Linked DNA regions of Mus musculus: regions 2, 3, 4, 5 and 6 are each linked to region 1. A link is a contact called in public ChIA-PET, Hi-C, HiChIP or PLAC-seq and promoter capture Hi-C data. All regions are on one chromosome and are shown on one strand. The core of a region is the stretch at or near the end of the contact, and the rest is flanking DNA. Distances in the headings are between cores, read along the strand shown. Region 1 holds the start of Rfx2 (regulatory factor X, 2 (influences HLA class II expression)). Region 2 has its middle 23 kb from the start of Adgre1. Region 3 holds the start of Vav1 (vav 1 oncogene). Region 4 holds the start of Tincr (predicted gene, 20219). Region 5 holds the start of Tnfsf9 (tumor necrosis factor (ligand) superfamily, member 9). Region 6 holds the start of Tubb4a (tubulin, beta 4A class IVA).

Region 1 (4,351 bases), core at 705-3,204:
GCTCCACTGAGGACCGGCAGGGACTCAGCCAGAGCTCAGTCCCATCAAACAGGCACCTTCACAGGCTGAGGCTGACGTTAAAAACTCAAACAGGAAAACATTTTAAGAGAAGTTTTACGTCATTATTATTTTATTAATATCATCACTGTTCTAGAATTGTCTTCGCTTCACTTTAAGTTTAAAGCTCATTCCACTGGCAGGGAGATGCGCAGGTAAGGGCTCTTGCCACCAAGTGTACTGAGCTCCCAAGATCAAGTGCTGAAGGGAGTCTCCTGTAATCTGTCCTCTAACCTCCGGGGGTGTGTGCACGTGCAGTATAGTCACACACAATAAATACACGTAAAAATTTAAATCGGAAAGCAAATCACTTTTGACAATAAGAAAAGAGTCATCTGACTCCCGAGGACCTGACGGCCACTTCTGAGGAGGGACCCACTGTCCTCTGCGCCGTGGCCCCAACTGAACTCTGTTCCCTTCAAGGAAAAAGGGAGCAAAAAGTAGAAGCAAGCCAGGGCTGGAGGAGTGGGGGTCATCAGGGTCAAGAGAGGCGAGTGGTGGTTATGATTACAACACATTATACACACAGGAGAAGGCCACACTTATGTACATGCTAATAAAGTTACATTTATTAACACTCAATCGTTGTAGGATTTTTCCTGGGGGACCTGAGTACCGGAGTGTTCCGGAGACGTACTAAAGTAGGGGTGAAGTCTCAGGAGAGACAGCGGTCCCAGCTGTTTCTTGGTGCGTTCCCCGCCCCAACTCCCCTCCCCGCCACCCTAGGGGGCTCTGTCCGGAACCGAGCTCTCTAGGGTCCAAGGAAACAACCGCAGCCCTAGCGAATCCCAACTGCGAACTCGGATATGACCCATGGAAAGGGGCGAGGAAGACAATCCGGTGTTTTGGGATGTGCTGCCTGTGCACAGGAGGGCTGCGCACGCACTCTCCCGGCCTCCTGGATCTTCCTACAAACGGTTCACACAATATTTTCCTTCGGGAAAGTTTTCTAGATTGGGGATCTCGGCAAAGAGGACGCTATGGGTGCGCTTGAGCTTCCCGGAGCGGCATGGTAAAGGACCCCCAAACGCAGCGGTGTCGGGTTCCAGGGGAGAGTGGTCCGAGGATTTGGGGCGCCGGGGGTATTTGGGATGGGCAAGAAAACGCGAAGGGAGGAGTTCCTTCCAGAACAGAACAAACGCAGTGACTATTTTGGTCAAAGCACAAGAAAACGGTGCCGGAGCCCCCAAATCCTAAGTCAAGAAGGAAACCCGAGGGTCAGAACTATGAGGCAAGCAGAAGAGTACCCTCGGAGTTAAGTACATGGATAAAAGCCAGAACCCCGATTTCATAAGTATAAAAGGGAGACGGTGCCTCTGGGTTTTCAGACTTGGACGAGAATGGCTGGCTCTGTGGGAGCCCCCAACTCAGGTTTTAGGGGGATGACAGCAAGGAGCGGGTTTGGGGCAACTCCAATTCAGGCTTTGGGAGTAGTCAAAGAGAGGACTGACTAGTTTGAGGGCGCCTCCGAGTTTCAGGTGTTGTGGAGTAAGAGACAAGGAGGGGTCTTCTGGAGTCCCCGCTCCTCAAAGTCAGATTTAGTGCGTCAAAGGCGAGAAGAGATCGCTTCACTTTACAAACTTTTGAGAGTGTGAGAGGGGTTCCACCCAGCCCAGGGCTCCCCCAAATCAGAGGCGCCTATCAGGATTGGATGAGGTTGGCGTCTGCAAAGTTGGGGCGCCGGGTCCGGCCGCGCCCGCCCCCGCGACCCCCCTCCAGCGGGGTCCCCCCCCCCTCCGCCACCGCCCCCTGCCCCGGCCCGCACCGCTCACCTGGAGTTCGGCAGGGAGTTCCGGTAGCGGCTCCCGCGGCGTCGGCCGCTGCGTGTCGCTCCGCGTTGGTAAGTAACAGTCTCCACGGCTACAGTCTCTATGGCGGCGGCGGTGGCGGCGCCGGCCGCTCCTCCTCCGGCTCCCGCCGCCCTCCCGCCCGCCCGCAGCGCCCGCCCGCAGCAGGCGCCCGCCCGCCTCAGCCTCGCGCTGCCCTCACGGGGCGGGGCGTTGCGCCCGGCAACGGTTACCAAGCTGCACGCCCCGCCCCCTCCAACGGCCCGCCCATGCCCGCCTCCAACGGCCTCGGGGAGGGCGGGCGATCTCCCCATTGGCTTTCATAGTGCCCGTCAGAGGTGAAGGGGCAGGTCCTTGGGTAGAATACCAGCCAATCGCTGAGAAGGAGGGCGGGGCCTGGCGGGAGGCGCGCGGCTCCCGGGAAGGGTTGGCTCTAAGGAGGTGCGCGAGGGCCCACTGGTGGCAGTGCGTGTTTTGCGGAGTTACGGTGATTCCGCTAGACCGGAGGCGCTCACCGTCTAAGGGGAGCAGCAGACTCTGGCCTTGCGCCTGCTCTTTCATGGTCCACAAACTGAAAACTTTTTTTTTAAAGATTGTTGTCTATGCGTGTGCATGCAATGCGCATGAAGACCCGAAGAGAGCGTTGGATCGCCCTGGAACCAGAGTGACCGTCTGCTATGAGCCGCCTAATTGAGCAGGGACCGATCCCGGGTCCTCTGCAAGAGCAGAAGCCTCCTCTCCAGCGCTTCTCCTTTTTTTTTTTTTTTTTTTTTTTTTTTTGAGCCGGTGTCTTGTATACACTCACTACACCGCTTAAGCTGGCCTCCAACACCTGATTTTCCTGGCTCCATCTCCTAGTGCTGGGATGATGGGTGTGTGTTCACCAGTCCTGGCTAAGCTGACAACTCCTCACCCACCCCATCTCGCTTCTCTGTCCTCTCTGGTTCATATATATATACAGGTCTCAATGTGGACTCTTCATAAAGCTTATATTTTGGTGGGATGACACAAACAGAATGAAAAGTTAACGCAAAAGGAAAGGTTTAAACCCAGAGACCCAAGTGCGGAGGAGCTGTCAGACCATAGCTCCATTCATTCATTCATTCATTCATTCATTGAACGTCCAATTGCACCAGTGAACATGGGTAATTTGGGCTTATGTGCCCAAAGCGGTGAGTCAGGGTCTTGCTAAGTAGTCCAAGCTAGACTAGATTCCCACTATGTAGTCCAAGTTAATGTTCTTTTTGTCTTAGGTCCTTGACTACTAGGGTGAGAGGCAGGTGCCACCAAGCATTTGTGCACAGTCTAACTCATGAAATCCTGAACTTAGGCCGCGAGAAAGGCAGTAGACGCTGCCTCTAGGACTGGAGTTTCCAAAATAAATATATTGGAGCAACTGGAAGCCTGGTGCCACAACACCACTTTGTTGGCTGCCTACACTACAAAGCTAGTGTCCGGTCCCCATCCCCCACCCCCACCCCCACCCCCGTGCTGAGAGACCCAGTCCCATAGACTCAACTGTAACTATCATGGAGGCAAATGGCTATGCATGAATGAGCCTGAATCTGTTTGGACCAAACTGTGGCCCTTCAGAACTCATTGGTTTTAGAGACTGAGAAGTGTGTCCCCAGAGCTCATGGGTTGGAAACCTGGTCTTTAGCAAGGAGACTGTGGAAAGAAGTGCAGGAGGGTTTCTAGACCTGGGACACTTGTGGATGGGAAGGAAAGAGAACCTCTCATCTCAGCCACACACCTCAGAGTTCTAAGCCTCTCACTCGCTGACGATACAGCTGGCTCACTCCTTACATAGAGTTTTAGTATTTTTACATTTATTTCTTTAGGATGTGATATGTACATGATATGATACACATGTGATCAGATGACAACTTGTGAACACTTTCTGCCTTTCCCCTGTGTCCTCCAAGGATCATTCGGCTTGGCAGAAAGCCCTGTTCCCCTCTTCCAAACATATGTTTTTTATGTTAGAGTAACAATGGCAGGCAGGAGTCAGGGTTTTTTATTTTTTTGTTTTTTGTTTTCCCCCAGTTTTTTTTCCATGTCAACTATCCAGGATTCACCTGTGAGTTTACTTGGGTTTCTCAGAAACCCCTTTGGAAGACAAGAGCTGTGAATCTGCCAGGTCCTGCATGGCCTTGGTGGGGACAAAATGACATGGTTCCTGCCCCTGGGACAGGGCCATTGGGCATGGGCCTACTAGAATGTCAATGGCCGCTTTGGGTGTAGGGCTCCTTTGGATAACAGTGTACACATTTTATGCCCTTCCTTCAAGGAGTGTCCTGCCTGTTACTGTTAATGACTCCATGGTAGTTAGAATACAAGTCCAGGAGGTAAAGATGAGGCTAATGTATCATAAATGGTGAGCCTTGGAACCTTCAAGACAACCCTTAAGGCTGTGGAAAAGAACCCTAAAAACATGAGTTCAAAAATATATAATTTCTCAAAAAGAAAAAAAATATAGATATCAAAAAATATAAGGATGCAATATG
Region 2 (4,351 bases), core at 1,212-3,711, 500 kb after region 1:
TGGCCCAATATTAGATCCAGCTTTGTGGGCGGTGGAGAATGTTGGTTGAGACATAATGGACTTGGAGGTCATCTCACCCCCTGGAAAATTGACGGTACATTACCAGAGAGTCAGGGACATATTTTTTTGAAGGCACAGCATCGTGATGTGTCTGGAGAGAAGGCTCAGAGGTTCAGAGTTCTTGCTGCACAAACATGAGGACCTGAGTTTGAGTCCCCAGCATTCAGGAAAGATCTGGGCTTGGCCAACCCTGGGCAGGAGAATTGCTGGGACTTCTGGCTGTCAGCCAAGCTCTGCATTCGGCAAGAGACTAGGTATCAGGGGAATGAGTGGGGAGTGTTAGCCTCCAGTGGCCTCCACACCTGTGACGGTATAAGCACCTGCATATGTAGAATTACAGGTGTGAGTACATCCCACATAGCACACACACTAAAAAAAGCTGAGTCTCAGGGCTAAGCTGTGTTCTCAGCACCCTAGTGCAGTGGTCACAACCCCTTTGGTAGTTGAATGACCCTTCCACAGGGGTTGCATATCACAATATCCTGCACATCAGATATTTACATTACAGTTCCTAACAGTAGCAAAATTACAGTTAACAAAGTAGCAAGGAAATAATTTTGTGGTTGAGGAATTGAGTTAAAGGGCCACGGCTTTAAGAAGGTTGAGAATTACTGGTCAAGTGGCTAACAGAGGCCACAGCACTGCCTGGTTCTCTCTCAGGAAAGTCAGTGCCCGAGTGCTGTCTCACACACATTCTTGGCCAACGATAGACTATGGCACAGGAGTCTGGTCTGAAATGCTTATCACGTCTGAAGGGTCTGCCTTCACTGTAGGGAGAGTCACTGGATTTGCGGGCTTCAAGAACTGCATTAGAGTTCACTAGAGGAACAGGACTGATAGAATCAATAGGTATCAAAGGAAGATTTGTTCGTCTGGCTTATCTGATACAGCCTGGGCAGTCTATAATGGCTGCCTGTATGCTGCCAAGGCCGAGAACCTGGTAGCAGCCCAGTCTATGAGGTGGGTGCTGCAAAGTCCAGATCTGAAGGCCTGGGGTGGGGGGATTTCTGGAGGGTCCCAGGTCTTCAATGCATGTCAGATAAGGATTGTAGGAACAACACAGGGGCAGTAACAGAGTGGAGGAGCTCTCCAGGAAGGGGCAAAGTCCCCCCGTGAATTTCCCCAGAAGCACGTCTCTCAGCTGATTCAAGTTCAAGTTCAAGTCCACAGTCAAGGTTAACCATCACAAGCACCATGGTAACAGAATGCTGCCTGCTCCCATGGTTCTCCCATGAAAAAGAAAGGCTGAATCATGCGATGCTGAGGAGTTAGAGGTCACGAATCTGCTCTTGGAGCCATTCCAGCCATGCCCAGAGTGTTCAGTCCATCTTTAAGGCTCAGGGTGGCAGAAGTTTGTATTAGTCAGCTCAAGTTACGTTTTGCTGTAGTGACTGCCTACGGTGGGTTGACTTGTAGGGTCTGTGGGGGATTGATGTGGGAAGACCCAGCCTGTAGTGGGCCACACCATTCCCTAGGCAGGGATCCAGAACTGTGGAGAAATGAGCATGCTGGCCTTCACTTCTTCATTCTTGACTGTGGTTGTCACGCGGCCAGCTGTTTGAGGTGTGTGTTCTAACTGCCCCACAAAGATGGGCTGTAATCTAGACCTGTAAACTCAACCCCTAGCTTCCAAAGCTCCCTTTTTTTTTTTTTTTTTGGTCAGGATATTTTATTATAGCAACAGAAACTAGGCCAGTCCTCAAAATACTCTCCCTACACTGTTCTAGGGATTTAAAAACATGGATGAAGATGTGGGAAATCGGACATAAGCTTCAAACGCAGGGGCAGACATCCAAGCAGGACCGGTCCGAGGCAGACAGCTGGACGTTAAAGGCACGATCGCCCCCTCGCGGACATGTGCGGTAATGACACAACGTCTGCAGCTGGGCGGGTCGTTTGCAGAGGGGAGGAAAGACGGAAGAGATTGAGTTTATTTGTGGGTGTGCACACGTGTTTACTCACAAGTCTGTGGATATGAGCCTAGAGAGGCCCCCAGGAAGGGACCCTGGTATTTCTGGCATCTCCACCCAGTCTTCTAGAAGGAATGGCCAGCGGCACTACTGGATGATATGGTGTCTTCAATTTATTTTTAGTTTATTTTCTTTTCTGTTTTTTATTTTTATTATTTATTTATTTATTTATTTTTTTGAGACAGGGTTTCTCTGTGTAGCCCTGGCTGTCCTGGAACTCACTCTGTAGATCAGGCTGGCCTCGAACTCGAACTCAGAAATCCACCTGCCTCTGCCTCCCGAGTGCTGGGATTAAAGGAGTGCGCCACCGCTGCCCGGCTTAGTTTCTTATTAAATTTATTTGATTTGTGTTTGTGTGAACGAGTGTGTGAGTATCCCGAGAGCAATAGGAGGCCAGAGGACATTGTGCAGGAGTCAGTTCCCTTTTTCTATCGTGTAGGCCCTAGAGATTAAACTCAGGTCATTAGGTGCAAAACTTCTTTACTTGCTGAGCCACCTCACAGCCCCTACCCTTCAATAATTTATTGTTACATATTTTTCTTAAAAAATGTTTACAACTTATTTTTATCTCTAGTGATTTCTAGGTGGATCTGAGCTTCATTTGTTGAATTGGTACTCTGGATAATTTTATTATTTTTTAAAAGAGAAATGCATTTATCCGAAACAATGACCCTTGTACTGGTGGAATTCCAGCCTATGAAGTCAGGCATAGACTCCAGCAGGCTGTGTTTCCTTGTCTGTGGCGCCGAGGCCCCCATTTTTCACTTCAAGGAACACTTTGCAGTCTAACCACACAGCGCTCACTTGCAGCCCTGTGCTGCCACCTAGCGTCCACGAGTGATATGGCCCCTGGGTTCAACTGTGTATATTCCCCAACTCCTCCCAGATCCGCTGTCATCCAAATCGTCTTACAACACCATGCCTTCTTTTTAAATTTTAAATAGCCCATCCAGTTTAATTTGGGGTGTCCATGTAGTACTTGGTGTGTGGCTATCCACTGGGGCATGGTCAGCCTGCGGGGTCAGGGGCATAGTTTAAAGAAAACTGCCTCTCCCTCCATCAGCAGCCATCAACTGTCCAGCTCCTCAGTTAGGGTGGGCTCATGAGCCCTTCCAACTCCTGCTGTAAGGTTGACTGGTCTGATTATAAGCAGCAGCCACAGGTGCTGTAGTTTATTAGTACCGAGATCCTGCTTCAGTCGTGCCTGACTTCTGGCTCTTACAGTCTTCCTTGTCTCCTCTTGGGGAGAGGGTTCCACCTTATTTTTTTGAGACAGGTTCTTCTATAGCCCTGGAGTTCAGTAAGTAGGCTGGCCACCTTGGGGATACATTGATCTCCACACCTCCCTCTCTCCAGGGCTAGATTATAGAACTTCATTTCCATGCCTGGACTTTAAGTGAGGGTGTGCAGAGCTCACTCAGGGAGCTTTGCTTGCTTAGCAAACACTTACTGACTGAGCCTCCCCTCCCCCCACAGCCTGGGTCTCTCTATGTAGCAGATCAAGGCTGGATTTGTGCTTATAATCCTCCTGCCTCAGCCTCCCCAGTATCTGAGATTTCATAACCTGCACCACGAGGTTCAGCTAGAGTGAGCAGTATCTGTTTTAATAAAAACTTAGGCTGGCTGTGGTGACAAAGGTCTTTTATCCAAGCACTTGGGAGGCAGAGGCAGAGGCAGAGGCAGAGGCAGAGGCAGAGGCAGAGGCAGAGGCAGAGGCAGAGGCAGAGGCAGAGGCAGAGGCAGAGGCAGAGGCAGAGGCAGAGGCAGAGGGAGAGGGAGAGGGAGAGAGAGAGAGAGAGAGAGAGAGAGAGAGAGAGAGAGAGAGACAGAGAGAGACAGAGAGAGACAGAGAGAGAGAGGCAGAGAGGCAGAGAGAGAGAGAGAGAGTGAGAGAGAGAGAGAGAGAGAGAGAGAGAAAGAGAGAGAGGCAGAGGCAGGCACATGCCCTTGAAACTAGCCTGGTCTACAGAGTGAGTTCCAGGACAGCTAGGGCTACACAGAGAAACACTGTCTCAAAAAACAAAACAAAACAAAACAAAACAAACAAACAAAACAAAACAAAAAACCAAACCAAACCAAACCAACCAACCAACCAACCAACCAACCAACCAAAAAAACCCAAACAAACCCCAAACCAAAATCCAAACCAAAACCCAAAACCCCAAAACCAAAACCAAAAACCAACCAACCCCTCCTCCCTCCCCCACTAAATGGGTGTGTGTGGACAGGGCTCAGTAGTGAATACACTTGTCAGTTTCTGATGACCCAAGTTCATCCTCTGGAACTCTTGTGGTGGAAGGTGAGGACCATTTCTTGAAAGC
Region 3 (4,351 bases), core at 1,110-3,609, 450 kb after region 1:
AGCTTGGAAGTGGTGGAGATGGAATTCGAATCTAGAAACCTAGTGGGCGCTCTCCAGCTGCCTCTCGTTTTTGTTTTGTTTTCACTGCCTGGCCTTCCTACCCTAACTGCGTGCAAAGAAAACAAATTGTTACCCGGTTTAGAGAAGAGGGAGAGGACGCGTAGGAAGTCACAGACGCCAAAAATAGGGGATAGAAATTGTCCTCGCCTGTAAGGTTGCAAAACGGGAGGGTTTTCAGGTTGTGCCCACCCCTACCCATATCCTCAGTGCGTAAATGAGACTCAAGCTGGTCCAGTGAAGCCGTTTAGCGCCGCCTAGAGGCCATAAGGATAAAAGGTGGGGTGCTAAGGAAGCGGCTTGGAATCTGGTGGGTTAGTCAGGGAGAGGCTTGCTTGCCAAGGTAATTTTAGTTCCTGAGAAGCTATGGTCAGGAAAGCAGTACATATTTGTTAGACAAATCAACTAATAAATGACAGGGAAGGGCACTGGTGACCTTGACTCGGACGAGAACTCACAGCAGGGAAGGTGGGCTTATAGTATGATAATTAAGGGTGGAGGAGGGCTGTGGCTTAAAATTTAGGAAGACTTAAGGGAAAAAAAATGACATTTGGGGGCTGGGGAGATGGTTCAGTCAAATGCTTGCTACTCAAATGAGAGGACAAGAGTTCAAATCCCTAGGGCACAATTAAAGCAGGAGGAGGTAGTCTGTGCTCTTTAATCTCAGTGCTCCTAAGACGAGATGGGGGCAGAGACAATTCTGGAAGTTCAGCTAGCCAGGAGCAGTTAGCCCAGGAGTAAGAGAGACTCTATGTTAAGTATGTGGAAGAGAGGGTCTACACTGAGGCTGTCCTGCCACCTCAACACACACGCCATAGTGTTCTCTCTCTCTCTCTCTCTCTCTCTCTCTCTCTCTCTCTCTCTCTCTCTTTCTCACACACACACATACAAGTTTTAAAGAAAAAAGGAAAAGTGGGTGGTGAGGGTGAGAGGGCTCTGTGGGCAAAGGTGATTGCTACCAAGCCTAATGATCTGAGCTCAATCGTTGGGGCTTGCATGGTGGAAAGAGGACCTACTCCCTTGGGCTGGTGAGATGGCTCAGTGGGTTAGAGCACCTGACTGCTCTTCCGAAGGTCCAGAGTTCAAATCCCAGCAACCACATGGTGGCTCACAACCATCCGTAACAAGATCTGACCCCCTCTTCTGAAGTGTCTGAAGACAGCTACAATGTACTTACATATAATAAATAAATAAATAAATAAATCTTTAAAAAAAAAAAAAAGAGGACCTACTCCCCCATGTTAACCTTTGACCTCCACACATGTACTGTGCCCCACATGTACCTTCACACATACACACATACATATGTATATATATACACACACACACATATATATATGTAATAAAAGTGAAATGGCTTTCAAAGTAGAATATATTTTCTAATGTTTATTATAGTTCTATTTGTTGGCAGTTTCCTACATGTTAACAACCTATCTTCGTCCTACCCACCCTCAACTCCCCTCTGACTCCGAATGAGAGTGGACTCTCTTTACCTTATCCCCACTTTCTTGCTCTTTTGTAACCCTTTGCATCCATTACTGCTGCCTGTGGGCATGTTGGCTCCCTCCTGGCTTTGTCTTGTGCTGCCACCATAACTGCACGGAGTTCATGAGCGTAGTGGCCATGGGTATGCCCTGGAGATAGCATTTCACATCCCCCGCCCCCGACTCTTACCGACTTTCTGTTCCTTCTCCCTTGAGCCTCGGGCTGGTGGTGGTATAGATGTCCCATCTATGGCTGAGCACTCAGTAATCAAAAAGTAACATGTAAGAAGTGATGGAGTGAATTAGTGTCTTCTGTCAGGTGGTGGGCACAAGTGCAAAGGCCCTGGGGCAGGATGGAGGTCAGGGAGTGAAGAACAGAGAGAGGAGAAGAGGCTGGCAGGGGTTGGGGCAGGGTGAACAGGGCCTTGTGGGGTGCAGGAAAGACATGAGTTTTGGCCCCAAAGCAAGGTTGAACCAGGAGGGTTATGGGTGGTGGAAGAATGGTTGAGACTTGACTCAGTGTTCAGTGGTCCCTTTTGGCTGCTGCAGGGGCAAAAGGCTGTGAGAGATCAGGGCCGTAGACTGGGGACCAGGAGGAGACAGGAGGTGACAGCCTAGGTGCCTACGGCTGGATGAGATAGTGGCACCTTAGTTCAGCAGGTGCCCAGGTCTGCTCAGTGTAGGTGGAGAAAGACGAGGTCACACCAGTGAGTGGAAGCTGTGAGGGCGTAACTGCAGATGCTGCTCCCCCTCCGCCCCACAGCTCCTCCCCACCCCCACCCCGGGGCGACAGTTACAGTCACAGAAGAGGAAGTGGTGTTGTAGTTGTCCCCACTGGGGCAGGCGGCGGCGGTGGTGAAGGAACGAGGGTGCACGGGGCCTCCCCGAGGGGCCAAGTGAGAGGCCGGCAGCCACCATGGAGCTCTGGCGACAGTGCACCCACTGGCTGATCCAGTGTCGGGTGCTGCCTCCCAGCCACCGTGTGACCTGGGAGGGGGCCCAGGTGTGTGAGCTGGCACAGGCACTGCGGGACGGTGTCCTCTTGTGCCAATTGCTTAACAACCTGCTTCCCCAGGCCATTAATCTTCGCGAGGTTAACTTGCGGCCCCAGATGTCCCAGGTGAGTCTGCTGGGTGATGCTAGGGCCCGACTGGATAAAGGCTGGTAGGCCCGGCTCTGGCTATGGAGAGGTGTCGAGCAGAACGGAGCTCTGGGTGGGTTTGTACACTCTTGGTTGGCTTGCAGCTGTCCCAGCAAATTTAGGGGGAAATCTCCCTATCCCGCCCCGCCCCCAGCTGACTCTGTTGAGATCCATTTAAAGGGGTCCTAAGAGGTATCTTGTTGCCTCGTAGTTAGCCAAGAGGGTGCATGAGGTTGGAGAACCAGATTCAAGAGAGAGAGGCCTTCAGTTTCTCCCCCACCGGTGGCTCCTCCTCTTCCACCTCTTCTGCCCCCCTCCTCCTCACATCTTCCTTCACCTCCATTTCCTGCCAGGGCTTTGTGCTGTGTGGCGTGGAGTGTTGGGGGCTGCAATGCGAGACCCTGTGGCATCCCAACTCTACCTATTTCGGGAAGGGCCCATTGAAGTGCAGGGCCCAGGCCTAGGGTCCTAACAAGGCCCTGGGTGTCCCTGAGTTTGACATCTGTGCACTCTCCGTGTTTCAAGTGGAGGCATGGTCAGACTATGCCCCGGTGAGCCTAGAAAATGTATTCAAATCCTTATTTGAATGTGGCTGGGGTGGTGGTGAAAGGTGACTGGTGGCTTTGTACTCTTTTCTCTGCTTCCCCAGGGATGCTGGGTTTCGGGGGGAGGGCTGATAGCCCTAGAAATGAAAGGTATAGGTTCAAGTCAAAGGGATCCACAGCCTTACCGTGGGGTGTGAGGGACATGAGTTGTATCTAAGGGAACATGGCCTTGCCATGGGGTCTGAAGGACACATCCTTGGTGTAGGGGGCATCTGTCTGTCTGTCTGTCCTCTTGCTCTCAGTCTGCCAGTCCTGTACAGCCTGTTTTTCCAAGTCCCAGGAGGCTGTCCCTAGAAATGATGAGCAACGGGGTCAGAGCCTAGTTTCTTCCCTTCATGCGAGGGGTCCCATGGAGTTGAAGACGGGAGTTACTTTAAGAATGGCCTGCTGCAGTCTCCAGGGTATTTCTGGGGTTGTCAGTGAGCCAGCAGTCTCTGAAGCTGTTGTGAGTCCTCTGAAGGAAGTAGGGAACAGAGCACCCACTGTCCCCCATGGACCGTCCCTCTGGCTGGCTAGGGGTCAGCAGAGATTTGCCTACATTTGCTTGAACTTCAGTAGCTTTCAGGGCTTGAGGAAGTAGCTATGGGACTCTTGGGCCCCAGCTCTGGCGGGACTCAGGGTGCCCAATGATGTGGCAATCACAGCTGTTGGGAAAACGGTTAGAGTCAAGGATGGCCTTCCACCCCCCTGTGTATTGTAACTAAGGTTGACTTTTCTGAAGGACAGGTGTTCATGGTGTTAATCCCCAGAGGACTAGCTGTGTCCCAACAGCAGCCTTAGTGTGTGTCAAGCAATGTTGGGAACTTGGCTCTGGCCCCCAAAGAGTTCTTAAACTCAGTGAGACAGAAGAAGATGCATCACAGGCTCTTGTTCTCTAGGGATGTAAGGACATTCACTGCTTGAGAGAATTAGGTCTTATGTACGAAGGGGTATTTAAGCTGGGTTCTGAAGAATCAATAGGAGTTTTCTCATTGCTCTGGCTCTCTATGTCCAGCTGTATGAAGCCTCAGGCTGGGCCAGTGTTCATCCTCATTTTCCCCCATCTATCTTCTTGGTAACTTCTG
Region 4 (4,351 bases), core at 1,105-3,604, 280 kb before region 1:
ACTTCAGGGCTAGGCGGCCTTGGATCAAAGATGGGAAGGGTAGGAGGGAAAGAGAGAGGGAGGGAGGGAGGGAGAGAGGGAGGAGGGCAGGGAGGGAAGACCGCCAGGACTGGGACCAAGGAACAGGCCCTACATTATTATTTCTGAACACGCTAAGGCTGTCCGCCTGAAGAAATGAATAGTGATTTGCATGTAATTTGCATGCAATTTGCATAAGGTTTGTTAAATGTCAAAATGCTTTCTCTCGCCCCTCAATACCAGCCTCCCCTCCACTCCCCAGCAGCTCTCCCAGAGGGCCAGCAGCTTCCCCCACAGCTGAACAACAGCCTGGTGGATCTAGAAGGAGACTGGGGAGGCAGAGAGGGACCCACACCCCCAAGGCCTGCATAGTTGCGAATGTCTAGCAACCCTGATTCCAAAGACCATGGTTCAGTTCCCAGCTGCCCTGCTCTGCCTCCTGCAGCCTGTACAACTCTTAATTAAAACATTATTTCCTTCTGGGCTCACAGTGTAGTCCCCCAGCACATGAAGGGGTGGGGGGAAACAGGGACAATGGGGGGCAGGGTCACATAGCACCCAACACTGGAGCTGTGGAGTAGAGCCCCCACAGCACGTGCTGAAATACTCAGACCACTTTGCACACCTATGGGCTCACCAAGACCCCCCTGGATCAGAGTGTCCTCCTGTTCTGTTCGTAGCTGGAGCCCCGTGGGTCCTCCAAAGAAGGAAGTGTGCCTGTTGAGCTTCCCCGAGGAGGCTGTGCTCTGGGGATGGACAGAGGTCGATCCAGGCAGCAGAGGCTCCCAAGGGAGGGTCCTAAGGCCACAGAGCAACCAGAAGGTTCCTTGCCGGGGTTGGGGGGATGGAGGGCTGGACGACAATGTCAGAAGTCACCATCAGGAACACCAGAGGCAGTGGGCATCAGCAGGGCTGGGGAGTTGGCATCTCTCTGGAAGCCCAGCACCTGGATCAGCAAGGGACATGTGGGCCCAGGGATGTCAACCAGCAGTTTCCAAGCTAATGGCCCTTTTTCCCTTCTCCAAATAGCCTGGATCTGGGCTTGGAAGGGAGTGCAGTGGTTGCCCACAATCCTGAGGCCCTTCTGTAGCAGGCACAGTGCTAGGATCCCCCTGGTGGACACCACAGGAATTGCAGGCAAAGCTGCTCCGTTTGTCCTGGTGTCTGTTACAGGAATTGCAGGCAGAGCTCTTGTGGACCCAAGCCCACAAAGCACAGTCAGTTTATGTCTGCATCAAAGTAAAGAGTCCAGAGGAGAGTAGAGAACTTCTCAAAGTCACACAGATGGGGACACCAGTGCTGAGCCAACAGAGGAGATGGAAGGATAAGGCTAATGTGCCCACCTCATGAGGCCCTCAGTTTCCCCACCATCTCTCAGGCCTCCCATGAATGGCTTACCTGAAGTACGACTGGACTCCCAGGAAGAGAGAGATGTGGTGCCTGGGCCAGTTTGCTCCTTCAGCCAGCATCTTGTGTCCCTAAAATCATCGCTCCATCTCCTCCATTTCCTACCTGAGGGGGTGAACATAAAGACAAGCGGTGACGACTAAAGTCTTTCCAGCTAGTCCAGGATCGCTCTGAAGTGTCTTCATACTGGTGGTGATGCACTATACAGCCGGGCCCCACTAGAGACACTGAGGCCAGTGTAGACACAAGGTGTGACGGGCTTGGGATGGGGAGTGCAGTAGTGGCCCAGGGCTGCTCATCCCACCGACCTCTTAGATGAGTGGACAGAAACTGAGAGAGAGATGGAGACACTCGGAGACATGAAGAAACAGATAGGGGCGGTGTGCAGAGAGAGACAGAGACCAGGACACAGATACAGAGAGACGTGCTGAGCCAGAGCCAGATACACAGAAATGAGGGCAGGGAGTCCTCAGAGCCACCGCTGGAGCTCACACCACATATCGACATAGCTAATGGAGCCGAGAGGAAGCAGGCACGGTCACAGAGGTCTTTCTCACCATGTCCCCAAGCCATCACCATCCCACTGGGCCAACCTCCATAAGCCAGAGCTCAAGATCCTACCAGGTTCTAGCCCAAGTCCCAGCCTAGATCCCTGGTCACCTGGTGTCGCTGAGCAGAAGTAATACTGAGCCGTCCTGCAGGCGAGCTTCGCGAACTGTCTGATGGTCAGGCAGAGGCCTAGAGTTGTAGTAGAAGGTTCTGCGCCAAGAGCTTACACCCTGGCCCACTAGCTGTGCGCGCAGGTCACTCAGTGTGTCTCGGGGCCGCACGGTCAGTGGCAGTAGCAATGCCTCGTCGGCTAGGTGTACCTTGATGTGGTAGCGCTTCCAGCGGGACAGCCCTCGCCGCAGCTCCTCCATGGCCATTGCCAGCCTGAGACTCTCTCGCAGGTCAGCACCTGCTAGACCGGCTGAGCCACCTGCCTCCACCCCTCCTAGGCACGCCCTGCTACAGCAGCAGCCCACAGGGGTGGTGACATTGGCTGGCCCAGCCCAGGCCTCCATGACAAACATTTCTCCTGTGCACAGCATACATCAAAGGCCCTGGGGCAAAGAACGCAGCTATACGAAAGCACTGTGGCAGGATGGAGAGCCTGGTGTATTGGAGGAGTGGAGTTGGGTCCTGCTTTTGAAGCAGAAGTGAGGAGGAGAGAAGGGTGGCAAGGAAGGCAGTGTAACCCACCCACCCATTTATTTATTATTCCAGGGAACACTCTAGAACTTCCTCCCTAATCTGTATCTGTACTTGTTTTGTGTCTGTGGGCTCCAAAGAAACCTCAATCTTGGGCCTTTGCCCTCTATGGCCATCAAGTTAGGAACAGGGTCTAAGTAGGGGAGACAGACGTCTAGGTTTGGCCTGGAAGTTCACGTGCACTGGAGGTGGGGCTCCAGGGGATGGGTAAGAGTTCAACATTCCCAGTTGCCCACATTCACCACCCACTCAGTTCAGCAAGTGCTTGATGAGGAGAGAAGCGAGTTCCAGCCTCCCGATCCTTACAGCCATTTCTGGGAGCCAGCCGCCTCTCCAGCACACTTCCGAAAGCACGCCTTTTCCCTCCCCGATGCTCTCACTGCCCCACTGGATAGAGCAGTTTGTCCTCTGCACTTGGCCTCTGACACACAAACTCTGGGCATTTGTCACCAGCAACAATGCAGTAGTCACTGTGTGGCCTCTAACCCTGTCATCTCCTGCCACAGCCTCTCCTCCCCTTACCTCAGTGTCTCTGCCTGTCTACTGGGGTCTTGTAAAAAGACATTGTTGTTACAAGGCCCTGACTTACACTTACCCAGGAATGGGAATGCTGAGAGAACATTCTAGGTGTTAACTTTGACTCCGCAAAGAAAAACAAACTGAACGTTCTAAAAATTTAGCCCAGTGACATCTTGGTGGTGCAAACCTTTAATCCCAGCATTTGGGAGGCAGAGGCAGGCAGATTCCTGTGAGGTCAGCTTTATCAAAGAGAGATCATGACCCCTGTTACTCCCAAAAAAGACAGGTAAGAGAATATATAGGAAAAAATATATCTCAGTGTGCTGTGTAGGGTGACATTAATTGTCCCATTTGCCCACATTCACCACCCACACAGTTCAGTAAGTATCTGTAAAGGGAGCCTTTAATTGAAAGATTAATAACTGACAACATGCAAATATAAAACACCTACACACAAACACTTCACACATGAAAACTGCAACAAAGCCATTGAAAATTTCCAATAGTCAAAATAGACAAAAAAGACTGACTTCCACCGTACGTAAAAAGCTTCTGGAAACCAACAATAAGATAGAAAAATGGATAGACAACTTAACAGGTTTATGAAAAATGGTACATCCTTCATGTAAAACTAAAAATGGAAACCGAGGGTGGGCATTTGACAAGGAAAGGCCTCCCCTGACCACGCTCCCTGCCCTTACTGGAGAATTTTAGGCAGGGCTCTATCCCTGGTCACATCCCAGCCCCTCAATGGGAAGATTTTAGGCGGGGCTCTACCAGGGAGCCTCACCCCCAGCCTCCATGAAATTCTTTTTGTTTTGGAGACAAGGTTTCTTTGTGTAGCCCTGGCTGACCTGGAACTCTGTCGACCAAACTGGTCTCAAACTCAAAGAGTTCTGCCTGCCTCGGCCTCCTGAGTGCTGGGATTGAAGGCATGCATTATCACCTCCTGGATAATGTTCTTGTAAATGTAAAAAAGAAAAGCTTGGTGTTTCACAGGCTGAGACTAGAATACAATAAAATGGTTACCAAATAGTCTGTTTTTATACTTCTCTGCTGGAGAACGATGGACAGGATCCTGCGCAGTGGTTCTGTGGCAACACACATTTTTTTCTAAAGATTTATTTATTTTATGTATAGGAGTACACTGTAGCTA
Region 5 (4,351 bases), core at 611-3,110, 270 kb after region 1:
TTTCTCACTGTGATGATGGCAGGGATACAAATGAGGATGAGACAATGTGTTCACTGTGCAGCCGAGGCAGGGAGGGGTAAACTAGTCCAGGCATTGAGGGGTCCCTTTTCGTGAGAGTCATGTAGGTGTGGGCTGACTCTGAGCAGTGTGTGTCCAGCAGAGAGAGGTTGGACCACTGTCTGCGTGAGGGCCAGAGTTCCCACAGCTGAGTCACCGCTGGTGCCCTGCAGCTGCTCCTTGGGTGGAACCTTCAATTTCTAGATCACCCAAGTGTCTTTTGTGTCATTTTAATGTCCCACCTCCCCCACCTCTCCCCTGACCCCAAGCTGGGGTTTTCCTGTAATTCCCAGGGGAAGTTGATGTGGAATAAAACAGAAGGAAGGGGTGGCTGGTGTCTCCAGAGGGGGCTCCGTGCACGTCTCCCAGGCTGGGAGCTCAGTAGGTTCCATGCCCAGTATGGAAAAAAAGCAGGTGGGGCCTGGGCTGGGTCTCTGTTGTAAGAATCTTGGCCCAGTAAGCTCGAGGCTTTGCGCTCCTTCCCCAACACAGAAGAAGCTGGATTTGAGGGTGTATGCCTGTCTGTGTCTGTATCCCAATATACTGGGGAGGGTCAGAAGTTCAGAGTCATCCTAGGCTGTCTAGTGAGTTGGAGGGCTGCAAGGCGAAGACCAGACCCTATGTAGAAACAAACAACTCCCCATTTTATAGCTTGTTGTTTCCTGCTGAGATAAATGGTCTGGTTATATCAGTACTTTTTTTTTTTTTAATTATGTTTACTGATGGTATGCATGTCGTGGTCAAAGGGCACTTTCAGGACAAATTTCTGGGTGTCAGTTCTTTCTTCCCACCATGTAGGTCCTGAGGACTGAACTCAGGCCACCAGGCTTGTGATTATACTATTACTGGCTGAGCCATCTCAGCAGATCTAACCAGATCAGAACATTGAGGAGTCTGTCTCCAAGGTTTGCCCAGAGCCAGTCATCTCTCAGTTCCTCTTTTGGGGGGTCTTCTCTGCGCCCCCCCCTTTTGCCTCTACCTCAGGCAAGAACAGTGAAAGAATGGGAAATTGGAAATGTGTCCGCTGCCTGGGGGAATTTCTCTATCTGGACTCTCCAGCCTTCTGTTTCTGGAGTCCTAAGAGACTACTAACAGGAAGCCCCAAGAAAGTGGGTGGGGACACACCAGGAAAGGCCCAGGGTAGAGATGGGGTCCTGGGGAGGAAGAGGCTGAGTGAGTGGGTGCCTAGCAGGTCTCTTTGATTCCGCTGGGGATGGGTGGGCAGTTTTGGATGTCCCTAGAGTCCTCGACAAAACAACAACAACAAAAAACAAAACAAAACAAAACAAAACAACAACAAAACCCCCTGCATTTAGGGCGTCCCAGGGATGGGGAGCTAGGGGTTGGAAGAAAAAGGGAGCAGGAGAGATCAGGAGAGAGACAGAAGTTTGAGAGACAGAAAAACAGGAATGAAAATCAGCAGCGGAGAAATAACCTACCAGTGGGGAACACAGAAAAAGAAGGGAGACAGAGCTGTGGATTCAGGAGAGGCCAGGGAGGGAATGGATTCCGATATCACATGGTTCCCATCATATAAAAAGCTCTTTAATGTGTCAGTGTTAAACCAAATCAAACACACACACACACACACACACACACACACACACACACACACACACAAAAAGGGAAGAAGGACGGGCGGGCACAGGGCCTGGACAGGGAAGGGGAAAGGGGCGAGAAGGGGGAGGGGAAGGGGGGAGGAGGAGAGAAAGTTCCGGGAGTCGAGGGGCGGAGCGCGGAGCCCGGGAACCCCGCGGCTGCCCTCCCTCCCTTCCCTCCCCGGAAAAGGCGCCTCGGTAGCCTATAAAGCACGGGCACTGGCGGGAGACGTGCACTGACCGACCGTGGTAATGGACCAGCACACACTTGATGTGGAGGATACCGCGGATGCCAGACATCCAGCAGGTACTTCGTGCCCCTCGGATGCGGCGCTCCTCAGAGATACCGGGCTCCTCGCGGACGCTGCGCTCCTCTCAGATACTGTGCGCCCCACAAATGCCGCGCTCCCCACGGATGCTGCCTACCCTGCGGTTAATGTTCGGGATCGCGAGGCCGCGTGGCCGCCTGCACTGAACTTCTGTTCCCGCCACCCAAAGCTCTATGGCCTAGTCGCTTTGGTTTTGCTGCTTCTGATCGCCGCCTGTGTTCCTATCTTCACCCGCACCGAGCCTCGGCCAGCGCTCACAATCACCACCTCGCCCAACCTGGGTACCCGAGAGAATAATGCAGACCAGGTCACCCCTGTTTCCCACATTGGCTGCCCCAACACTACACAACAGGTGAGGCTCATCTCATCCCTAGGGGACTCTTTCTTACCTTCTGGAAGCATCGCTGCACCGACAGGGAGAGAACAGCACTTCCTCCCCACCCCCGCCCCGCCCCGCCCCGCCCCGCCTCGCTCTGCTCCTGCTACTCCGCTTGAAGCACCCCCTCTCCATCTCGCACTCAGAGGAAATCCCTTTGCGTCTTGACCCCTTGAATGAACCTATGAAACCTGGGGGAGAACTCCCGAGGGTGCACCGCAGTTCCCTTCAGTCCCACTTAGGCCTTCAGGGCTCTCCTTCTCCATCCAAAGTTGGACGCCCCAATGTGTGCTGGGCCGTATGAGTTCCTATCTGCTTCTTTAGGATGTAAGGTACCATCTACCTTTATTTTTCTTTCTTCCCAGGGCTCTCCTGTGTTCGCCAAGCTACTGGCTAAAAACCGTGAGTGCCCCCTGATTTATTTCCAGCGGGTCCCGCAGGGAGGTTGAACAAGGGGACCTGTTCAACCTTCTAGTCATGTCCCTCTCCCTCACTTACTCAGCCTTTCTCACTTGCTGTCACAGCTCCAACTGTCATCCTTGGGACCCCATCCAGGTTTTCAGAGAATTGAGAATTCTCACCCCCAGCTGACTCTGGGAGATCTCCTTTTCTCTTTTCCTTCCTCTATCCCTCCCATGTAGCCCAGGCTTCCTCCAAATTCATTATGTAGCTGAGGCTGGCCGCCCTGCTGCCAACACCTCCAATGGGCTGGGATAAATGAATGCCTTTGGGCTTCAGGCACCCTATTGAGCCCGAGCCCTAGTCTCTCCCTGTCAAGTCTTAGTTGTCAAATTATTTGCCCTCAGAGATGACTCTCTTCCTGCACTCTCCATATCCCACCTCTCTCCCAGTTTTGTTCATCCCTCTCTTACTCCTCTGATTTCTCTCTCTTCTTTTCTCCTCTCCCCCTTCCCCTCTTGTGGCCCCTTTACTCAGCTCCTTCCAGGAGTCCATGTGCATCTCCGCTCTTAACACTCTAGACCCTCGCCCCTTTGCCTCGTTCTTATTCCACAACCACTTTCTTAAATTGTATCCCTTCTGGGTGGCCCCTCCCTCCTTTTCTTCTGTTTTGTCTCCTCTCTTTCCTCCCCATTCCCATGGTTTCCCCCCTCCCCCACACCCCGCAACCCTCAGCAACTCAGTGTTCTTTTTCTAGAAGCATCGTTGTGCAATACAACTCTGAACTGGCACAGCCAAGATGGAGCTGGGAGCTCATACCTATCTCAAGGTCTGAGGTACGAAGAAGACAAAAAGGAGTTGGTGGTAGACAGTCCCGGGCTCTACTACGTATTTTTGGAACTGAAGCTCAGTCCAACATTCACAAACACAGGCCACAAGGTGCAGGGCTGGGTCTCTCTTGTTTTGCAAGCAAAGCCTCAGGTAGATGACTTTGACAACTTGGCCCTGACAGTGGAACTGTTCCCTTGCTCCATGGAGAACAAGTTAGTGGACCGTTCCTGGAGTCAACTGTTGCTCCTGAAGGCTGGCCACCGCCTCAGTGTGGGTCTGAGGGCTTATCTGCATGGAGCCCAGGATGCATACAGAGACTGGGAGCTGTCTTATCCCAACACCACCAGCTTTGGACTCTTTCTTGTGAAACCCGACAACCCATGGGAATGAGAACTATCCTTCTTGTGACTCCTAGTTGCTAAGTCCTCAAGCTGCTATGTTTTATGGGGTCTGAGCAGGGGTCCCTTCCATGACTTTCTCTTGTCTTTAACTGGACTTGGTATTTATTCTGAGCATAGCTCAGACAAGACTTTATATAATTCACTAGATAGCATTAGTAAACTGCTGGGCAGCTGCTAGATAAAAAAAAATTTCTAAATCAAAGTTTATATTTATATTAATATATAAAAATAAATGTGTTTGTAAATAAGCCTTTTATTATTTTCCTTGTCTGGTTTTAAATTTTCATGTCTATGGGTATGGTGTTCATTTATGAATGTGTCTTTGTATACGTGTGTGTGTGTGTGTGTGTGTGTGTGTGT
Region 6 (4,351 bases), core at 664-3,163, 260 kb after region 1:
CATGGGCCATCCCAAAAGGTCAGGAAGTTAGGGTTAAGTTCCATAAATTAGTTTAAGGCTAATCTCACCTATATAGAGAGTTGGTGGTTACCCTAGGCTAGGTTACCCCATCTAAACCCAGAACCTTTTCTTTAAGGAAGCCCCTCAGCTGTGTCTGATGTCTCCCCAGGGTTCTCTTGATGTGCCTAATCAAATCCCTGACTGCCCTGTCAAGGTAGGTTCTTTGGTGCTAGTTACAGAATGTTCTTAAAGCACTTAGAAACGAAAACAAAAGTGTTGTGCACCCACACCAGAGAGGGACTCACCAAATACAAAGTTGTCTGGCCGAAAGATCTGGCCAAAAGGGCCGGAGCGGACAGAGTCCATGGTGCCGGGTTCCAGGTCGACCAGCACGGCTCTGGGAACATAGTTTCCACCTGTGGGGATGGCAGATGGAGGGTGGCTGGGCTGAGTGCCAGGTCCAGCAGGCTCCAGGGCACATCCTGTCCCTTCGTGACAGTGCCCCCCCACTCCCACGCCCGTGCCAGCCCACTGACTACCCTACCTGTGGCCTCATTGTAGTAGACATTGATCCTCTCCAGCTGGAGGTCACTGTCCCCATGATAGGTCCCAGTGGGGTCGATGCCGTGCTCATCACTGATGACCTCCCAGAACTGGGGGTGGGGGTGGGAAGCAAAGTGAGGGGGAGGGGGAGCAAAGTGAGAGGGGAGCAAAATGAGGGGGAGGGGGGAGCAAAGTGAATAGATTTTCCTTTTGTTGTTATAGTTTTTTTGTTTTTGTTTTTGTTGTTATAGTTTTAAAACCTTTTAAAAAACCATTTTCTGTGTGTGTGCATTCATATGCATGCTCCTGTTGTCAATCTTGGCCATGAGCCCTGGGGGAACCATGTTGCTTGTCCTATTGTTTGTTTGATGATGAAATGTGTAGAATAGCTTTTTTTTTTACTTATTGTCTTAAAATTTAATGTATGTATGTATATATATATGTATATATGTATGAATGTATGTATGTATGTGTTTGTATTATTTTTTTAGTCAGTGTCTCCCAAAGCCCAGGCTAGCCTGAAATTCACTAGATAGTTTAGGATGATATTGAACTCTTGATCCTCCTGCCTCAACCTAGCCTAGTGGCTGGGATGACAGGTGTATACCACAACACCTGGGCAAAGGTTCAACCTATTGAGTTATAGCCCCCACCCCTTATTTTTTTGACACAGGGTTTCACGTAGCCCAAGCTGGCCTCCAACTTACTGTGTATGGGAAGCTATTTTTGGGCTCCTGCCTCTATCCACCAAGTGCTAAGATGTCAGAGTGGGTCACAGTGTTAGTCGGGAAGGGCTGAGAGATGCTGTGTCTAGGACACTCTTAAAGCCACTTCTTCAGTTGCTGACTGTCTGTCTGTGAGGTAACTGGGAACTCAGAGCCACAGCAAAGCATGAGCCAGCAAGAAGGGAGAAGTTGGGGGTAGGGAGAGGCTTGGCCCCACCAGAGCCACTTGGTGCCAGTCCATCCCGGCAGCAGCCCTGGGAGGAGGGGCCGTGCCTCTTCGTTCCAGGCAACTGAGGGTGACAGTGGCCCAGCTGTGAGGCCAGCTGTGGCCAAGAGACATAAGGCCAGGCCCTGCCCCCATCAGCCTCTTTGTTCCCAGTCTGGCTCTGCCCTGGTTCCCCTCCTCCACCTAGGATGCAAAATTCCTGGGTGAGCCTTGGGAGAGCCAATAACCCCTCTCTGAGCCCCTGTGCATTCCCACCCTCTACTCAGTCCGACGCACCTTGGCCCCGATCTGGTTACCGCATTGACCGGCTTGCAGGTGCACGATTTCCCGCATGGTGGTGGCGCTGCTGGTGGCGTCTGATGGACGGGTGTCGACCGGCCGCTGTGGCTCTAGCTCTGGACGAGATGGCTGCGGAGCTCTGTCTCTGCGCCCCCGGGCGTCTCTATATTTGCGGAGCAGTACTCACGTCACCGCTGGGTCACCCGCGTGCTCCGCCTCCTGGGCCCGCCTAGGATGCTTGCAGTGAAGGATGGAGGGACTGGAGTAATGGAGGAGGATGGAGGGAGGGGCCTCGGAAAAGTAGGGATCTCCTCCGTCAAGCTCTTTCTCTGAGACCTCAGGGTCCCGGTGTATCCCCACTCTAGTTTCCCCTCAGGCTCCGTTGTCAGGCACCATTCTTTCTTTCCACTCTGATTTCATAGAGACTGGATGGAAAGGCACCTCGGAATCTTGTAAATAGCATCTAGGACAATGTCCTCCCTCTCAGCCCCAGCCCCTGCCTCAATTTCTCTGTCTGCTTCTCCCTTCTTCATTCCTTCGAGACCCCCTTCCTTAGAACCTTTGTATAGGTGGGGAAGAACGGTGACTCTGAGCTCCAGGCTCTCCACAGTGGAGTTTGGTTTGAAGGTGGCAGGTGCATGTGAGACACTGCTGAGTCCTGGAAGTCGCTTCTGGAACCCTTCTACAGATTTCCTTCTATGTTCTGAGGAGCGCTGGAAGGCTCTTGACCCCCCAGGAGGTCTCAGAAACTAGGGCTAAGACAAATAATTGGATCCCACCAACAGCAGAGAGCTTTCCCCACCTCAACATATCTTTGCTTTGTTATTGATATTTATTTCTTTAAGTACAAGTTTTCCCATGTAGCTATTGTTCCCCTATATCACTATATGGCCCAGGCTGGCCTTGAACTCATGGCTTTCCTGCCTCCAATCTCTGGAATGCTAGGATTACAAGAGATCTACAACATAGCTGTAAAAGTGACATAGTCTAAAAGTGACATCTGAAACATGCTTGTATGTTCATGAGTTTATCTGAGCATAGGTTCAAGTTAGAGTGTGTCCATGCGTTGTTGATCTTTACCATCCATAATGTTCTATTCATAGACTGTCTTCTTGTGCTGGATTCCATGGGTTTTTCTGCTCCCCACCCCAACTCCAGCATCCCCAGGGGTTATAGGTGCTACTTGCTGTGTTCCTTGCTTTGAGAGATTTCCCCTCGGGACTGCATAGTGTAGTCCAAGCTGACTTCTCACTCAATGCAGTCCAAGCTGACCTCCCACTCAATAAGTAAACAAGCTGGCCTTAAACTCCTGATCCTCTGCCTCTACCTCCTGAGTGTGCACCACCATGCCCTGGGGTTATATGGAGTTGGGCACAGGACTAAGGGACTCATGCATGCTTGGAAAGTGCTCTCCCCATTGAGCCCCAGCTCACAAACACCATGACAGCTTTCCCTCATTATAGATCCAATTGTGATGTTGCCAGCTGGCCAAAGACTGACTCTTTTCCCTCCCTCCCTCCTCTCTCTCTCTCTCTCTCTCTCTCTCTCTCCTTCCCTCCCCCTCTTCCTTACTCCCTTCTTCCTTTCTTAGCCAGATTGTTTTCTTCCAGATCCACCCTGACACCACCCCCAACTTCAAGTCTTCCTGTTTTGGTTTTATTTTGTTTATTTATTTTTATGTGTATGGGTGTTTTGCCTGCATGTCTGTCTCTGTACTGCACATACATGTAGTGTCAGCAGAGGCTAGAGAGGACATAGATACCCTGGGACTGGAGTTACAGACACTTGTGGGCCACCACGTGGGAGCCTGGGTCCTTTGGCAGCCGGTGCTTTTAATCATTTAACCATCTCTCCAGCCAACCTCCAGATTTTAAAATTAATTTGACTGGTATTGCCTCACCCCATCCCCTCTTTTCTCCCTCTCACTCCTATCAATGCCCCCTCCTTTCTACCCTTTCCTATCCGACAACCTTCACAGCTTTTTGTCTTGCAGCCTACTGTCTGTGTGGTCATGGGTGGCCTTTGGATCCTGGTGCACATCAATGGGTATAACACTGTAGAAATTGGTTGCTGCTCTTCCAGAAGCCATTAGAAGCCAATAGTTTAGCAAGGAGATATGTGGCCCCATAAGTCCCTCTCCAACCCATGATTGATTGCTGATAGAATCAGTCTTGTGCCAGCTTCAGAAGCCTCTGTGTGTTTATGACTACAATGTCTGTGTTGTGCCTACCCAGAAGATGCCACTGTGGTCCTGCTAAACATCACATCTCTTTCCCCATGTTCCCTGATAGGGCATTAACATCCTGCTTAGGGCCGAGCACTCCTCATTCCCAGCACCTTAAGCATTTATGAGCTTAAGCATTCATTAAGCACTCACCAAGCCTCCCTGTAGAATATCTCTCTCTCTCTTCTTCTTCTTTCTTCTTCTTTTTTTTTTCTCTGTATAGCCTTGGCTGTCCTGGAACTTGCTTAGTAGACCTGGCTGGCCTCGAACTCAGAAATCCGCCTGCCTCTGCCTCCCAAGTGCTGTGATTAAAGGCATGCGCCACCACCACCCGGCCTTCTCCGCTCAAGCTTA

What was found. Promoter capture Hi-C pulls out the DNA fragments that hold promoters and counts their contacts. Hi-C and Micro-C count contacts between places; a contact is called where the count stands out from the background. ChIA-PET counts read pairs in DNA pulled down with a chosen protein or histone mark. HiChIP or PLAC-seq counts read pairs in DNA pulled down with a chosen protein or histone mark. Capture Hi-C pulls out chosen DNA fragments and counts their contacts.
Region 2: a contact with region 1 is called in a Hi-C map of the HPC-7 cell line, with 2.7 times the contacts expected there. The contact joins the enhancer-like site here to the promoter of Rfx2 in region 1. A contact is called at or near these places in 8 of 39 promoter capture datasets (the 3T3-L1 cell line, the HPC-7 cell line, hippocampal neurons and 3 more), 1 of 484 Hi-C or Micro-C datasets (the HPC-7 cell line) and 3 of 115 datasets of contacts at active chromatin or transcription factors (astrocytes, bone marrow-derived macrophages and forebrain).
Region 3: an RNA polymerase II ChIA-PET map of memory CD8 T cells shows a contact between it and region 1, with 57 read pairs. The contact joins the promoter of Vav1 here to the promoter of Rfx2 in region 1. A contact is called at or near these places in 6 of 39 promoter capture datasets (the 3T3-L1 cell line, hippocampal neurons, liver and 1 more), 7 of 115 datasets of contacts at active chromatin or transcription factors (the NIH/3T3 cell line, astrocytes, bone marrow-derived macrophages and 4 more) and 2 of 9 other capture datasets (adipose tissue and liver).
Region 4: a contact with region 1 is called in a promoter capture Hi-C map of adipose tissue. The contact joins the promoter of Tincr here to the promoter of Rfx2 in region 1. A contact is called at or near these places in 2 of 39 promoter capture datasets (liver and pre-B cells), 1 of 115 datasets of contacts at active chromatin or transcription factors (pancreatic cancer cells) and 1 of 9 other capture datasets (adipose tissue).
Region 5: a contact with region 1 is called in a promoter capture Hi-C map of the HPC-7 cell line. The contact joins the promoter of Tnfsf9 here to the promoter of Rfx2 in region 1. A contact is called at or near these places in 8 of 39 promoter capture datasets (the 3T3-L1 cell line, the C10 cell line, the HPC-7 cell line and 4 more), 2 of 484 Hi-C or Micro-C datasets (reprogramming fibroblasts and uterus) and 1 of 115 datasets of contacts at active chromatin or transcription factors (pancreatic cancer cells).
Region 6: a contact with region 1 is called in an HNF4G HiChIP or PLAC-seq map of pancreatic cancer cells. The contact joins the promoter of Tubb4a here to the promoter of Rfx2 in region 1. A contact is called at or near these places in 4 of 39 promoter capture datasets (the C10 cell line, cranial neural crest, liver and 1 more), 2 of 484 Hi-C or Micro-C datasets (reprogramming fibroblasts and uterus) and 2 of 115 datasets of contacts at active chromatin or transcription factors (bone marrow-derived macrophages and pancreatic cancer cells).

Annotation. Positions count from the first base shown.
Region 1 is chr17:56,829,054-56,833,404 of GRCm38.p6, forward strand. Rfx2 (regulatory factor X, 2 (influences HLA class II expression)) reads right to left here and starts at 1,955. Exons shown (of 17, transcript NM_009056.2): 1 at 1,830-1,955.
Region 2 is chr17:57,333,025-57,337,375 of GRCm38.p6, forward strand. No RefSeq gene overlaps it. Among named protein-coding and RNA genes, the nearest start is that of Adgre1, 23 kb to the right of the region's middle. Within about 2 kb of position 2,462, at least 49 of the 459 cell types and tissues checked have an H3K27ac peak or open chromatin away from gene starts, as enhancers often do. A contact at or near this core is called in the HPC-7 cell line, bone marrow-derived macrophages and pre-B cells, where this site is marked.
Region 3 is chr17:57,276,741-57,281,091 of GRCm38.p6, forward strand. Vav1 (vav 1 oncogene) reads left to right here and starts at 2,360. Exons shown (of 27, transcript NM_011691.4): 1 at 2,360-2,661. The coding sequence starts at 2,458.
Region 4 is chr17:56,552,033-56,556,383 of GRCm38.p6, forward strand. It overlaps Tincr (predicted gene, 20219), which reads right to left and starts at 2,355. Exons shown (of 4, transcript NR_130128.1): 1 at 2,086-2,355; 2 at 1,417-1,530; 3 at 656-964.
Region 5 is chr17:57,103,525-57,107,875 of GRCm38.p6, forward strand. Tnfsf9 (tumor necrosis factor (ligand) superfamily, member 9) reads left to right here and starts at 1,861. Exons shown (of 3, transcript NM_009404.3): 1 at 1,861-2,336; 2 at 2,726-2,762; 3 at 3,517-4,233. The coding sequence starts at 1,908. The coding sequence ends at 3,980. It overlaps Gm11110 (predicted gene 11110), which reads right to left and starts at 2,418. Exons shown (of 4, transcript NR_033508.1): 1 at 2,374-2,418.
Region 6 is chr17:57,085,687-57,090,037 of GRCm38.p6, forward strand. Tubb4a (tubulin, beta 4A class IVA) reads right to left here and starts at 1,914. Exons shown (of 4, transcript NM_009451.4): 1 at 1,771-1,914; 2 at 545-653; 3 at 306-416. The coding sequence starts at 1,827.